2 separate regions of the Arabidopsis thaliana genome follow, and region 1 is linked to region 2. A link is a contact called in public ChIA-PET data. All regions are on one chromosome and are shown on one strand. Each heading gives the region's core, a stretch centred on a gene start, on an enhancer-like site or on the middle of the called end of the contact. The rest is flanking DNA. Distances are from core to core; before and after follow the strand shown.

Region 1 (6,326 bases), core at 1,238-3,737, 58 kb after region 2:
CCTGAAACTCTCCGTCGAGATGATTCCATATGTGGTCGCCCTTCTTCCTCCCCTTGGATTCAACAATGAACAACAAACAATGTGAATAATAACTTCTTTGCAGAGAAATAAGAATTACGTTGTAAGTGATCAGGGAAATTTACCTGTGTATCTATCGATGTTGGAAATGCCCGGAGGCAATGCGGCACTAGTTCCCACAGCAGGATTCTGAAGCAGGAGAGACTCCATCAGAAAATGTCAAACCAAAAAAGATAGTTTAACCAAGAACTCAAGTTTTACTTACGAGGGCACGAGATGGGGGAGCGGTTAGTTGTGATTGTTGATATTTCAAGATTGTCCAGTCAAACACGTAATCAAACTGAAACCCTGCAACAGGGAAATGAAATCTTGTTAGAAAATATATTAGGCTTAAAAATTGAGAGGGAAGGAAATATCAAACCTTCACGGATAAAGAGATCTCGAAATATTCTTTTCAGATAAGCGTAATCTGGTTTATCATCAAACCGAAGCGACCGACAGTAGTGGAAATAGGATGCAAATTCGGATGGGTAACCACGACATAAAGCCTGCAGGTGTAAGGCGATCATATACGAATCAGAATGAGGGAAACAAAAATCTGAGTAAAAATGTAGCATACTTGTGAAATGAACTTACCTCAATGGATGTAGAAACTTTCTTTTCACTAATCCTTTCATACTTTTGCTTTTTGGTTCCAGCTTTCAGTCCTTGCCATGGAAGACTAAAACAGAGATATTCCACACATCAATCAAACTGAAGAAGTTAGGGAAATAAAGTGAAGAGAGTGTGAGGCATGTAGCATAAACTCACCTTCCTTTGAGGAAATACATAAGGATGTAACCAAGAGACTCAAGATCATCCCTTCGACTTTGTTCTTCAGGTTCGCAATGCCAGAAAACAAATAACAGCTGATGAGTATCAAACCTTATAACTCAAACACATAAGGAGAGTGACTGGAACAAATTAACATGAAGCAGGTCTTGTCGAGCTTACCAATTCCCAAGTGAGTGTTCATACTAGCATATCTCGCAGTTCCTGTCAGGTTTTTATTTTCCCTGCAAATGAGAATCATGGGAAAAATTAGCGTTTCCAGTCATCACATAACAACGGAATCATGCTCAAGGGAAGAACATTCAAGAGCTGATACAATGATCGCCTCACCTGTAGGGAATGTGCTGATGTGTTGTACTATCCCTATACTTCTTAGCAAGACCAAAGTCAATGATGTATACCTTAGAGAAGGATTAAACTTGGTCAATACAATGATGTCTCCAAAAGTAAAATAAGACCAAAAGGATATAGTTAAGACAATAAGATGATAAACCTGGTTCGCACGCCTTCCAAGGCCCATGAGGAAGTTGTCTGGCTTAAGATCTCGGTGAAGGAAAGACTTTGAATGAAAAAACTCAACACGGTTGATCTTATCACAAAAACCAAAGGAAGAAAGAAGTCAATATTTCCTGAAACATAGAGGAGCAAATGAAAGAAAGGCGTCACATGAAGAAGTATACCATTTGATCAGCAAGCATGAGGACAGACTTCAATGAAAGTTTCCTGCTACAAAAATTGAAGAGATCTTCAAGACTTGGTCCGAGTAGATCCATCACCAAAACATTATAGTCCCCTTCAACACCAAACCATTTGACATTTGGAACACCAGCTACCAAAGTTAAGGCAAAAGAAAGGTCATAAGTAACACAAACTTTACATTATCAGAAATCAATATCTCATTCAGAAGATAAGAATCATTACTTCCCCCTTGTAGAATCCTGTATAACTTCGATTCATAGAGCAGCTGTGGATGTTTTGTCTTCACATTTTCCTGGGAAAACAAAAACAAAGAGAATCAAAATCTCAGCTTTTCAACATACTGAACTTGATCAAACTAAACATATTGTGATAATGTTACTTATAAATCCATAAACTTTTTGATCATCAAATTATTAAAATGGGATGACTGAAGAACTCACAAGCTTAATAGCCAGTTCTTCATTCGTATGAATATTAGTACCTGGAAAATCACAGGTTAACAACAATGTTAGAGATAATGTGACGAATTCGATAATCCATAAAATTAAAAACTAGAAAGTGAGAGAGAGACGAACCGAGATAGATCTCTCCAAACGAACCACTACCGATCTTTCGGCCGAGACGAAACTTGTTCCCCACACGAGGTTCCATAAATAACCACGAAACCCCTTGTACAATCTTAACAACCCAGACGCAGATTCAAATAGAGCGAAAGGGACCCCAAAAACAATCCTGACTAGAATCAGCCGCACCAGCAATCCAGAAAAACAACCCAGAGATCACGAACAATGAGATTACGGATTTTTCGCCGACTAAATCAAAACCCAGTAATCATCTTCTTCGTGCTCTCGATCTGGTGAAAAAACTCCATATGAACAGAATGTCGTTTTCTGGGATGCTTCTCTCTCTCTCTCTCCTCTCAAGAATTGAATACGAAGATAAAAAAAAAAAAAAAAAAAAAGAGCTTCGATGGACAGAAAACGATGAGGATGTCTTTCTCAAAGTTTGCGTCTTTTTTTTTTTCCTCTTTCCTTGCAGTTGCGGGTAATGTAAAAAAATTATTTACCTCTGAATGATTCCGGTTTTGTTGCTGTGTGCTATGTTCGGTTTGGTTTCTATGCTTCGGTTCAACCAAACAATCTAATGATTATGGCAAGCAGAATAGTAAAATAGAAAAAATGTGTAAAACATCTATAGAACACATATGTATATACATGCTGAGCATCTTTAAATCCACAAAAATACTACTATTTGAGCCGAATCTACCAACTAAACTAAACCTGGTTTTAAAATTATCCGGTTTATTTGAGAGTTTCAACAACAAGCGCGCTTAGACCATCATTATTCATAGTTTATAAGGTTAGTTCTTAGATAAAGTAGGTCTTAAATTTAATGTTATAATTCAATTAATTGTTAAAAATGACTCTTATATAAGAGCCAAATCTAATGTTTCTTAGGTTAATTCTTAGATAAATTAGGTATTAAATATAATGTTTTAATTCAATTAATCTTAATTCTTAGATAAATTAAGTATTAAATCTAATTGTTTGTCATATTTGTTTAAAATTTTATGTTATGTATGTTTCAAATTTTTTGAGTTGTAATAATTATTAAGTTTTTTAAAATTATAATGTTTCTACTTTTTTTCCAATTTTTTTTTTAAGAACTCAAGTTAAGAGTCCACCATTGCATATTGCCAAAATTTCAATCTCTTAACTAAATTCTTAACTTCAAAATTTTCAAAATCAATTATAAAAATATTCATAAGAACTATTAAGATTATGCTAAGAAACTACTATTAATGATACTCTTATGATGGCTATATGATATAAAAAGATTGACCACTTACCAGGTGTGTTTGCTACGCGTGACTTGAAAGCTCTACAAAATGTTTCTCTTAAGTGGGAGTCGTGGAGGTACAAAAAGCTTTTCACCTTTGCTTTTAATAGGATGAATGAAATGATTTACAGTTATCTGATTAGGTTGAATTTGTCTCATGGTTTTCTGGTTAAAAAAAAATGCTACGCGTGAGGCTTCTTTATTGTGTTTCTGGTCAGACGTATAAAAGGTTGAAACTTCAAATTGAAAATGTCGTGATGAGCTAATCTAGATTAGAGTACGTTTAATTCGTTTGAACTCGGGATGAGCTTAAACCAAACTAAAGATCTTTGTGCCTTTTGGGATATGACTTTTTGTTGTGGACTGTTTTTTTGTTTTTGTTGTGGACTGTTTTTTGTTTTTAATTAGTATGTACAGTGTATGTGAACAAAAGAAGTAATCAGTGTATTGGGCTTGGAAGGCTCATTCTTGGGATGGGCCTTAGTACTAACAGATTCAGAAATCTTCTATTTGATCCCATTAAAGTTCACTAACCTGTACTGTATTTGGTGAAGAATCAAATATATATAAGTGTATATATATATATATAAGTATATAGATAATTAATATAATTACATGCAAAATTTTAATTATATAGATAATTAAAGTTTATATATTAGTTATATATATTTATAATTGATTGAATTCATAAATAAACTTTAATTATCTATATATAAGTCAGTTCTCATTATCCATATATATATGTATGTAAAGTTTTGCATGTTATTTAATTCAATAAACTTAATTTTGCTTTTTAAAACATTAAACATCAATTTTTAGAGAAAGAAAAGTATATATAAAAAGAGAAAAAACTAAAATGGCATTTGTTATAATTTTGGTGTGAAAAGGAGGGAGAGAAAAAAACAAAAAAACAAAGAGGATTTAAGGGTTACGAGTCGCCTCCCCAAAACCCTTGTCCCTAGTCTCTTCTGCTTCTTCTTCTTCAAAATCTCTCTCTTCACCAAATCCTCAGAAGATGAGCAACGACAAGGATAGCTTCAACGTCTCCGATCTTACTGCTGGTAAAATACTCCTACTCACGATTACTCTTATCTCTTTCTCCGCCTCTTAAGCCAGAGCTGCTTTAACCCTAATTTCCTCTGTTATCTGACTGGTGTTCCTTTTGTTTACTGTTTTTTTGCAGCTCTTAAGGACGAGGATCGAGCTGGCCTTGTCAATGCTCTAAAGGTGAGTTTTTTTCCCCTTCTGTAAACTGTCCCGTGAGCATTTGCTATTGAAAGATATGGAGGATGTTGAGTTACTTTCCTCTGATTGTTTAGATACTATAAGCCGTGTCTTGGTGTTTAGTGTTTTGGTTTCAATGTCATTCTTCTAGTACAATGATAGTTTATGAGTTGTTAATACATTGTTATTAATTCACAGAACAAGCTGCAGAATCTGGCTGGTCAGCGTTCTGATGTGCTCGAGAATCTGACTCCCAATGTGAGAAAGCGCGTTGATGCCTTGAGGGATATACAGGTTAGCGAAATTTCTTTCACATTTTACCAAACTATGTGTGCTATATATCGTTTAATGGGGTTTGTTTTGTTTTGTGTGAGTTTTCTCCCTGCTTATCTGAATTTAAAGTTTCAAAAGTAAGGTGTTGCGTTTTGATTACTGATGACTTCTTTCCACGCAGAGCCAACATGATGAACTAGAGGCAAAATTCCGTGAGGAGAGAGCTATTCTTGAAGCCAAGTATCAAACGCTGTATCAGCCTTTGTATGTCAAGGTAATTGTTAATGAGAAAGTTTTACAAACCATTTTACTAAACTCAATGTAGATCTGTGTATACTCTTTTTGCTTATGTTTACTTATCTGCAGCAGTGTTAGTTTTCTATGTGCATCTTAATGAATTCTACTTGGTATCTTGTAATGGCACAGCGTTATGAGATTGTGAATGGCACTACTGAAGTTGAACTGGCTCCAGAGGATGATACCAAGGTGGACCAAGGAGAGGAGAAAACTGCAGAAGGTAACTTCATGAGCACTATGTCTTCTTTGTTTGTTGTTAATCTTTTTGGAAAGACAAAAACAATTTAACATTTTTCTCTGTTTTTCATTGCAGAGAAAGGAGTTCCAAGTTTCTGGCTGACAGCTCTGAAAAATAACGATGTTATTTCCGAGGAGGTAGCCTATATGCAGTTTTGGTGTTCGTTTTATAAACACTCCAATCATAACCATGGAATATGAGCATAACTTATTGTCATTTATGTCAGGTCACAGAGCGTGATGAAGGGGCTCTCAAATATCTTAAAGATATTAAGTGGTGCAAGATTGAAGAGCCTAAAGGATTCAAACTTGAGTTTTTCTTTGACACGAATCCGTATTTTAAGAACACTGTCTTGACAAAGTCTTATCATATGATTGATGAAGATGAGCCACTGCTTGAGAAGGCTATGGGGTAACTACTTATACTCTCTTGCAATTGTTGTATACTTTTAAGTATATTCTGCTTATTAGCTGATTGCATTGAGCTGCTTATTTTTTTTCTTCGCTTATATTGCAAATGGATTCTTATTCTTTCACCATTCATTTTCAGGACAGAAATTGATTGGTATCCTGGAAAGTGTCTAACTCAGAAGATTCTCAAGAAGAAGCCTAAGAAAGGTTCAAAGAATACTAAACCAATCACCAAACTCGAAGATTGTGAAAGCTTCTTCAACTTCTTTAGTCCTCCAGAAGTTCCGGATGAAGATGAAGATATCGACGAGGAAAGAGTAAGATAACGATTGTTAGAAAAACCTGTCATCATTTAGTTAATGTATTTAGTAACTCTTTCTCGTTCTTTGATGCAGGCTGAGGATCTTCAAAACCTGATGGAACAAGATTATGACATCGGGTTCGTCTTTTTCTAAACACACTTTCTCTGTTGATTTTATGGGTTTGCTTTTGAGTCA
Region 2 (5,883 bases), core at 1,360-3,859:
TTACAAGTTTGGTGTTAGGCGCAGGGCGAGGATTATTGTTGTTGTTGTTGTTCTGAGGAGTGACCAGTGCCAATTCCCAGCCGGATCCACCGGTTTCTATTAAACTTAAAATGTTTGATGGTCCTGGAGCTTCATGACCTGCAGAGACCAATAACAGCAAAAATTTACCATTAGTGTTAGAAAATCTCTAGTTTTGGTCAAGAATCAAATTTTTGTTACCTGGTGGATATATTGCAAGAGCCAATGCATTTCGGTCCTCTATCTCTGCGGCTTTAGGGTTGATCTCATTTAGTCCCTGTGAAGGAGAAGAAAAGGTTGAGACTTTGGCCAAAAGAGATATTTGTACACATAAGATGACGTGTAGAAGAAGATTCACCAGCAGATCATCAGTGTCTATCAGGAAAGAAGGTTTAGCATCTTCCTCTTCTATTTTTTCTTGGTCTTCTTCCTCTTCTTCGATAAGCGGCTGGTCTCCTTCGCTGTTTTCCTTTTGATTATCGGCTTCTGCAGGTTCTTCAGGCTGGACAGAGTGTTCTGCTTCTTCTTCTTCTTGTTCTTCTTCCTCTTTTTCCTGATACTCCTGTGAAAAACACAACAAAATGTCAATCATAATTCATAAGAAGACTGATATTGATGAACAGGACAACATCAACCAAATATGATGAGAGTAAAACTTTGTACCAGCTTTTTCTGTACAGAACCACTTTGAGGCGCTTCTTTAATGTAGTCTTCCATTGTTGCTAGGAAAGAAGGAGGAGGCTGAAACAAGTTTTTAAAATTAAGTCTTTTGAGGTGATCAATCTCACATTCATTTATCACAAGTTAAGAAGGAACCTGTCTTAAGGTTGGGAACTGAAAGTTTCTCGCTAGCTCTAGACCTTTGCAGTATTCATAAAAGTCAGCCAAATTTTCAGCCTGTGCAGTGGAAGAACATCAATAAACAAGTTTAGTGAAGATGGGGATTTAGTCTATAGCTTTAGAGCTTTTACCTGTTGGCCAGCTCGTTTATATATATTTAGAGCTTTAACTGCATCATGTCTTGACATCTCAAAGAACTGAATCAAGAGCATAGATATATACTTTAGCAACACTCAATAGAAGCAAATTGATACTAAAACAAGAGAAGGAGATTTTTATAAAAACCATGTCTACAAGATTAATGATTCCATCATTAATGGCACAGTAGATTTTGAAGCTTTCTTTAAGCACCAATGCAAGAGCATACTGGATTAGGTAGTTGCTATATGCTGATCCTTCAGGCTGCAAAACTGAAAACATATTAAGAAACCGTTCGACGTAACAACAAAACAAAAATTTTGGATATATAACTTTTACCTGACAACCAATAAGCCTATAAAGCAGCTGTTGCAAAGCAGGTAACTGCTCTAGCAATTCTTCATCGGAGAGCATCCTTGTTCTATACGTTTGAGAAGCATTGAAATCTACGTTCTGTAATAATGATTTATGATGATAAAATTAGATTCTTGTGTTTGTTTAAAAGGTGAGAACGAATTTGAGAACAAACCTTTGAAGATGCACCTGAACCTTTTGGTAAACGTTCTGCTTCTATGTCATACTTCAAAACCCGATAGCATTCAAGCCGCTCCTCGAGGAAAAGCGCGTATGTCCTAATCCACGCAGAGCAATCCCAAGCTGCAACAAACAAGTCAATACAAGAAAATGTTTTAAAACAATTTTCATTAACACATAAAAAGCTATGTAACAAAGGATATATAATAGGCTATTTACCAAGAGGACTTGTATCGTCTTTGAAGTTTGATATTCGAAGTATATGTCCTCTATGTGAGTAATTGAGAAGCTCTTCTCTAAATGTTGGATCACCTTCTCTTAGTGTTCTATGAATGACTATTAACACCTTGATCGCAACCTGCGTGTTGGAAACACAATCTAAGCAACCCCAAAAACAGAGTTTTGTAAATTGAAAAAAAAAAGAATCTTTTAAGTTACATAGAACTCACAACCCAATTGCGAGTTTTTGACAATCTTTTGGCTAATGCGTGAATGCAGTAAGCAACATCTGCTCGTGGTTGCACTACCGATGTCGCCGAGAATATTCCTGGATAGAATGATAAAAACTCTCATAAAGATCGTATCCAAATTCAAGTGTTTGGGGGAATAAGTTAAGAAACTTACTACGAATGTGACGTTCTTTGGGAGCAGATTCTACGTGATTTGTGGCCTTTACGATCGCAACATCCAAATCCTATATATCTCGATTTCATATACATTTTATTAGTCATTTACAGATTTTTTTTGTTACCAAAAAATTTGAAAGTTTCAGAATGTAATCCTGACCTTGAATTCGCTGTTGACCTTGGCGATACTTACGGTAGTGGAATCTTTGATTGCTCCGACAGCTTTACGGAAGCTGTTAAACGTTGCCATCTAGCGATAAATCGGAATCTGGATAAATTTCTTGATAATTCCGGCGATCACCGGAATTGTGAAATGATTTGGTTAGGACGGAGAGATGGAGAAAAGAGAAGATAAGGATGAAGAAGACGAAGACCAAGTTTTTGATATGCTCTGTTGTTAGTCGCCTTAACAACAAACAGAACACCAATAACAGACTTTTCAACAATGCTACTCTCTATCTCTCTCTTGCCTCACCATTACGTGCGTAACGGAATCTTGATTATTATTTTTAAATAGATTTTTGTAATTTATCAGAGTAAATTTATATCGAAATTTGTACATCTCATTTACTAATTTCGTATTATTCCTCCTATAATCGGATGCCAGTTATTAAACTTTTCTTTTATTTTGGTATAGAATCATCATTTGCCTCAATTATCGATTTATACATAGCTAATGTCAAAATGAAATCCAGTAATTTTTGTAAGATATGCAATGCAATCTTTGTCCAAAAAAAAAAAAAAAAAAGAAAGGTAATGCAATCTCAAATTTTCCATTACTCAATCTGATTTAAAAAAAAAAAAAAACTATTTTACCTGATTAAACATATTTTGAATTTTACATATGTAGTGTCATTTTAAATAAAGGAATTTATTATTATTTATACGTTTACAAAATTGAGCGCAATGTCAAAGCTACGCCATATGGACCTAATGTGTCGGACTCGGACGGTAGTTCATACGGTGGTTGCCTTGTTTTGTTCCAAATGCTCATTTATTTATCTTAGTGAATGTCATTAACAAGTTAACAGTTTGTTTACGAATGTCCACATAATGCTCAAGAGTACGAATATGATACAAATTTACCAAACATTGCATTTATCATGCATGCATGTTCTCTTTTGTACTTATGTTTAAAATTCATCACTTGTGTACTTAGTTTCGTTTTCGATCCCCTCCTCTTTTTTTTACAATGATACTTTCATCTAATGTTTGTTTTAGTTTCCATATATTTATGAGTTTCTCTACCAATGGACTATGTATTTGGCTCTATTAGAAATCGCGGACCAAAAAACTAGAGCTGAAGAATCATAACAGTTTTATTATCAGGAGAATAAGATACGATGGGGGCGGTGTAGTGAGAATCATGCTGCAGTAGTGGTGACATACTTGATGAGCATCTTGACAATATCCTTGGAGACCTTTGAACTAGATTCCTTAAGGTTCGTAATCCTGACATCTGTCTCATCATCTAAACGTTTTGCATCTGCTTCTTGATCCGTCTGAAACAAAAGGTAAAGAATATGAGTACAAATCAAGATATCTCACTAGCCGGTTTTGTTTCGGTGTTGCTTACCCCAGAAACTTGAGTTTGATACTCTTCTTCTAATCGGGATCTGTATTCTTCCATCTCCTTCTCAGCCTCATCTTTCGCTTGCTTCATTCTTGCTAGTTTTGCTGATCATCGATCCGTCCATACAAAAAGAAAAGAAAAGCGCTGAAAAGGATTCAAAACCAAAATCTTACTATTAGAGCCAACAAGCCATAAAGGAGAAAGAGACTATACCGGTCCTCGCAGCTGAAACAATCCGTCCGGCTTCTTGTTCAGCAGTTAAAAGCATCTGAATCCCACCTTGGCCTCTTAAAGAATCCATGGCTTATGTTCTCTTCAAAGACAATGAAAAGTTGTGTTTATTCTTCTGCAAATTTTGGTGCCAGAAGTGGAATTTGTAAATATAAGCCTATTTGGTTATGGTTTGGATTAGACGGAGAGTGTTTTTCTCCTTGGTTCATGGAGTTAGTTTTTGACTCATTATTTCTTTCTTCAAATTTAGATGCTTTTAAAAAGACAATGTGCGATCTCCGGGTGAGTGTGGAAGGAAAAAATAAAATATATCTCAAACATACTATTTATAGAAAATCCCAACCGATTACAAAGCAGCTGATCGGTGTGTATTTACAAGTAATGTGTGATTTTTTTTTTTGAAAAATCGTGAATTAAAAGGAATCCCAACGTGTGAGGTGTGACTCTAAAGTCTGAATAAAGTTGACGATCCATAATTTTCTTATGTTTGCCGTCGATTGTGAGAATTGAGAAGCATATGTGGTTTCTCTTCTAAGAGTTAAAAATACCGTGAAATAAAAGCTATATTAATTCATATGTTTTATCATATATCTTCGAATATCAGCATTAGACCTTATTAGCCAGCTCAAGTACGTCATTTTCACTGATATAAATGCAAATTAATAACCAGATCGTGCCCAAAACGAATAAATTATTCCATGCATGCAGTTGCATCATTATTTTTTGGTATAGTATAAAGTTGCATCATTATACTTCGCATTAATTTTCCACCACGCATTCCCTCCTAAATAAAAAGAATTAAAATTGTCACATCCATCTATATCAACATAAGCAAGAGGTTCGAGTTGGAAGATAAAGGAGATTTTTTTTTCTTTTCCATATTTCATCTATTTGGAATGGTGCTGTCAAAATATCTATCAAGATAATTTACAAAATATGATGGTGAACAATAGGATGTGGTTGTTTTCGGTTATCCTTATAGCGTCTTGTCTTCTTAGATTCAAAGCGGTGATAATAGTCGCGGCCGGAGCGGTGGCCATAATTGCGTTTGATGCGGCGATAGTTTGGTTAAAGGTCTCGTTGATGTTTGAATGCCATACTTTGATGTTATTCTTTCCTTTTAGTTTGTTATTTTATGTTCTTGTACAAAAAAGTTATTGAATTGCCAAAGAAATCTTTTCTATATCTATAAGTTCAATATCGAACTTCAGAATATAAAAAAGAAACAATTGATATCAATAACATTCAAAATAATTGAAATTAATAAACAGTGATTCTAATTTAGCCATTTACAAGCAAACTTAAAAGATAAAGGTGATCTAGATATATTTTAAATAGAAAATGGAATCATATAATGAATTTTTTGAAAGTTTCACCATAGATAAGTTGTTGAAAACACATGGTGAGTTTTTTACTCATCAATGTCGTATATATGACTTAAAAAATACTTTCTTATATCCAAATATAAAGAAAAAGCAATTAGGTATGTAACGATGAAGCAAGATTAAATTGAAATTAAATTGCAACAAATAAAATTTGATAGAAAAAAAAAATAGTTTTTACCAAAACGAAAAAGCAAGATTAAAATATGTGGAAAAAACGTCGAATCAGGAGAATATATGAGATGACTCTCAGACATCATAACACATACATACGTAGTAATATATTAACAACTGCGTCGAATCGTAAGACTTGGTCACTTCAGTACATGACTAAGCATCATTCGGGACCAGCCAAAAAACATGTATGCTTCAAAACCAGACCCCACCACATTATAAGCTCATCTCAGTCATCACCACAACCAACGCAAAGAATTCTTCTTCTTCTTCTTCTTGACTTGGCGTTTTTTCTTCTAATAATTTTAATTTTAATTTTATTTTCAACATATTCAAGTAATTAATAGGATCGACTTGTTGGAAATTG

Evidence for each region. ChIA-PET counts read pairs in DNA pulled down with a chosen protein or histone mark.
Region 1: a contact with region 2 is called in an H3K4me3 ChIA-PET map of shoot, with 10 read pairs. The contact joins the promoter of CK1 here to the promoter of AT4G25940 in region 2. A contact is called at or near these places in 2 of 26 Hi-C or Micro-C datasets (root and rosette leaf) and 1 of 2 datasets of contacts at active chromatin or transcription factors (shoot).

Annotation. Positions count from the first base shown.
Region 1 is chr4:13,228,310-13,234,635 of TAIR10.1, forward strand. CK1 (casein kinase 1) reads right to left here and starts at 2,488. Exons shown (of 14, transcript NM_118743.3): 1 at 2,124-2,488; 2 at 1,989-2,029; 3 at 1,771-1,840; 4 at 1,530-1,678; 5 at 1,343-1,438; 6 at 1,180-1,250; 7 at 1,012-1,073; 8 at 829-892; 9 at 655-739; 10 at 440-566; 11 at 284-366; 12 at 144-207; 13 at 1-52. The coding sequence starts at 2,199. It overlaps NAP1;1 (nucleosome assembly protein1;1), which reads left to right and starts at 4,259. Exons shown (of 12, transcript NM_118744.3): 1 at 4,259-4,448; 2 at 4,571-4,614; 3 at 4,810-4,905; 4 at 5,066-5,158; 5 at 5,311-5,401; 6 at 5,495-5,556; 7 at 5,646-5,830; 8 at 5,969-6,146; 9 at 6,225-6,268. The coding sequence starts at 4,403.
Region 2 is chr4:13,170,295-13,176,177 of TAIR10.1, forward strand. It overlaps AT4G25940 (ENTH/ANTH/VHS superfamily protein), which reads right to left and starts at 2,610. Exons shown (of 14, transcript NM_118727.5): 1 at 2,317-2,610; 2 at 2,155-2,224; 3 at 1,980-2,077; 4 at 1,750-1,888; 5 at 1,526-1,653; 6 at 1,336-1,449; 7 at 1,144-1,260; 8 at 990-1,055; 9 at 835-915; 10 at 682-759; 11 at 377-580; 12 at 220-295; 13 at 5-138. The coding sequence starts at 2,406. VATG3 (vacuolar ATP synthase G3) reads right to left here and starts at 4,226. Exons shown (of 3, transcript NM_118728.4): 1 at 3,943-4,226; 2 at 3,733-3,833; 3 at 3,149-3,658. The coding sequence starts at 4,030. The coding sequence ends at 3,521.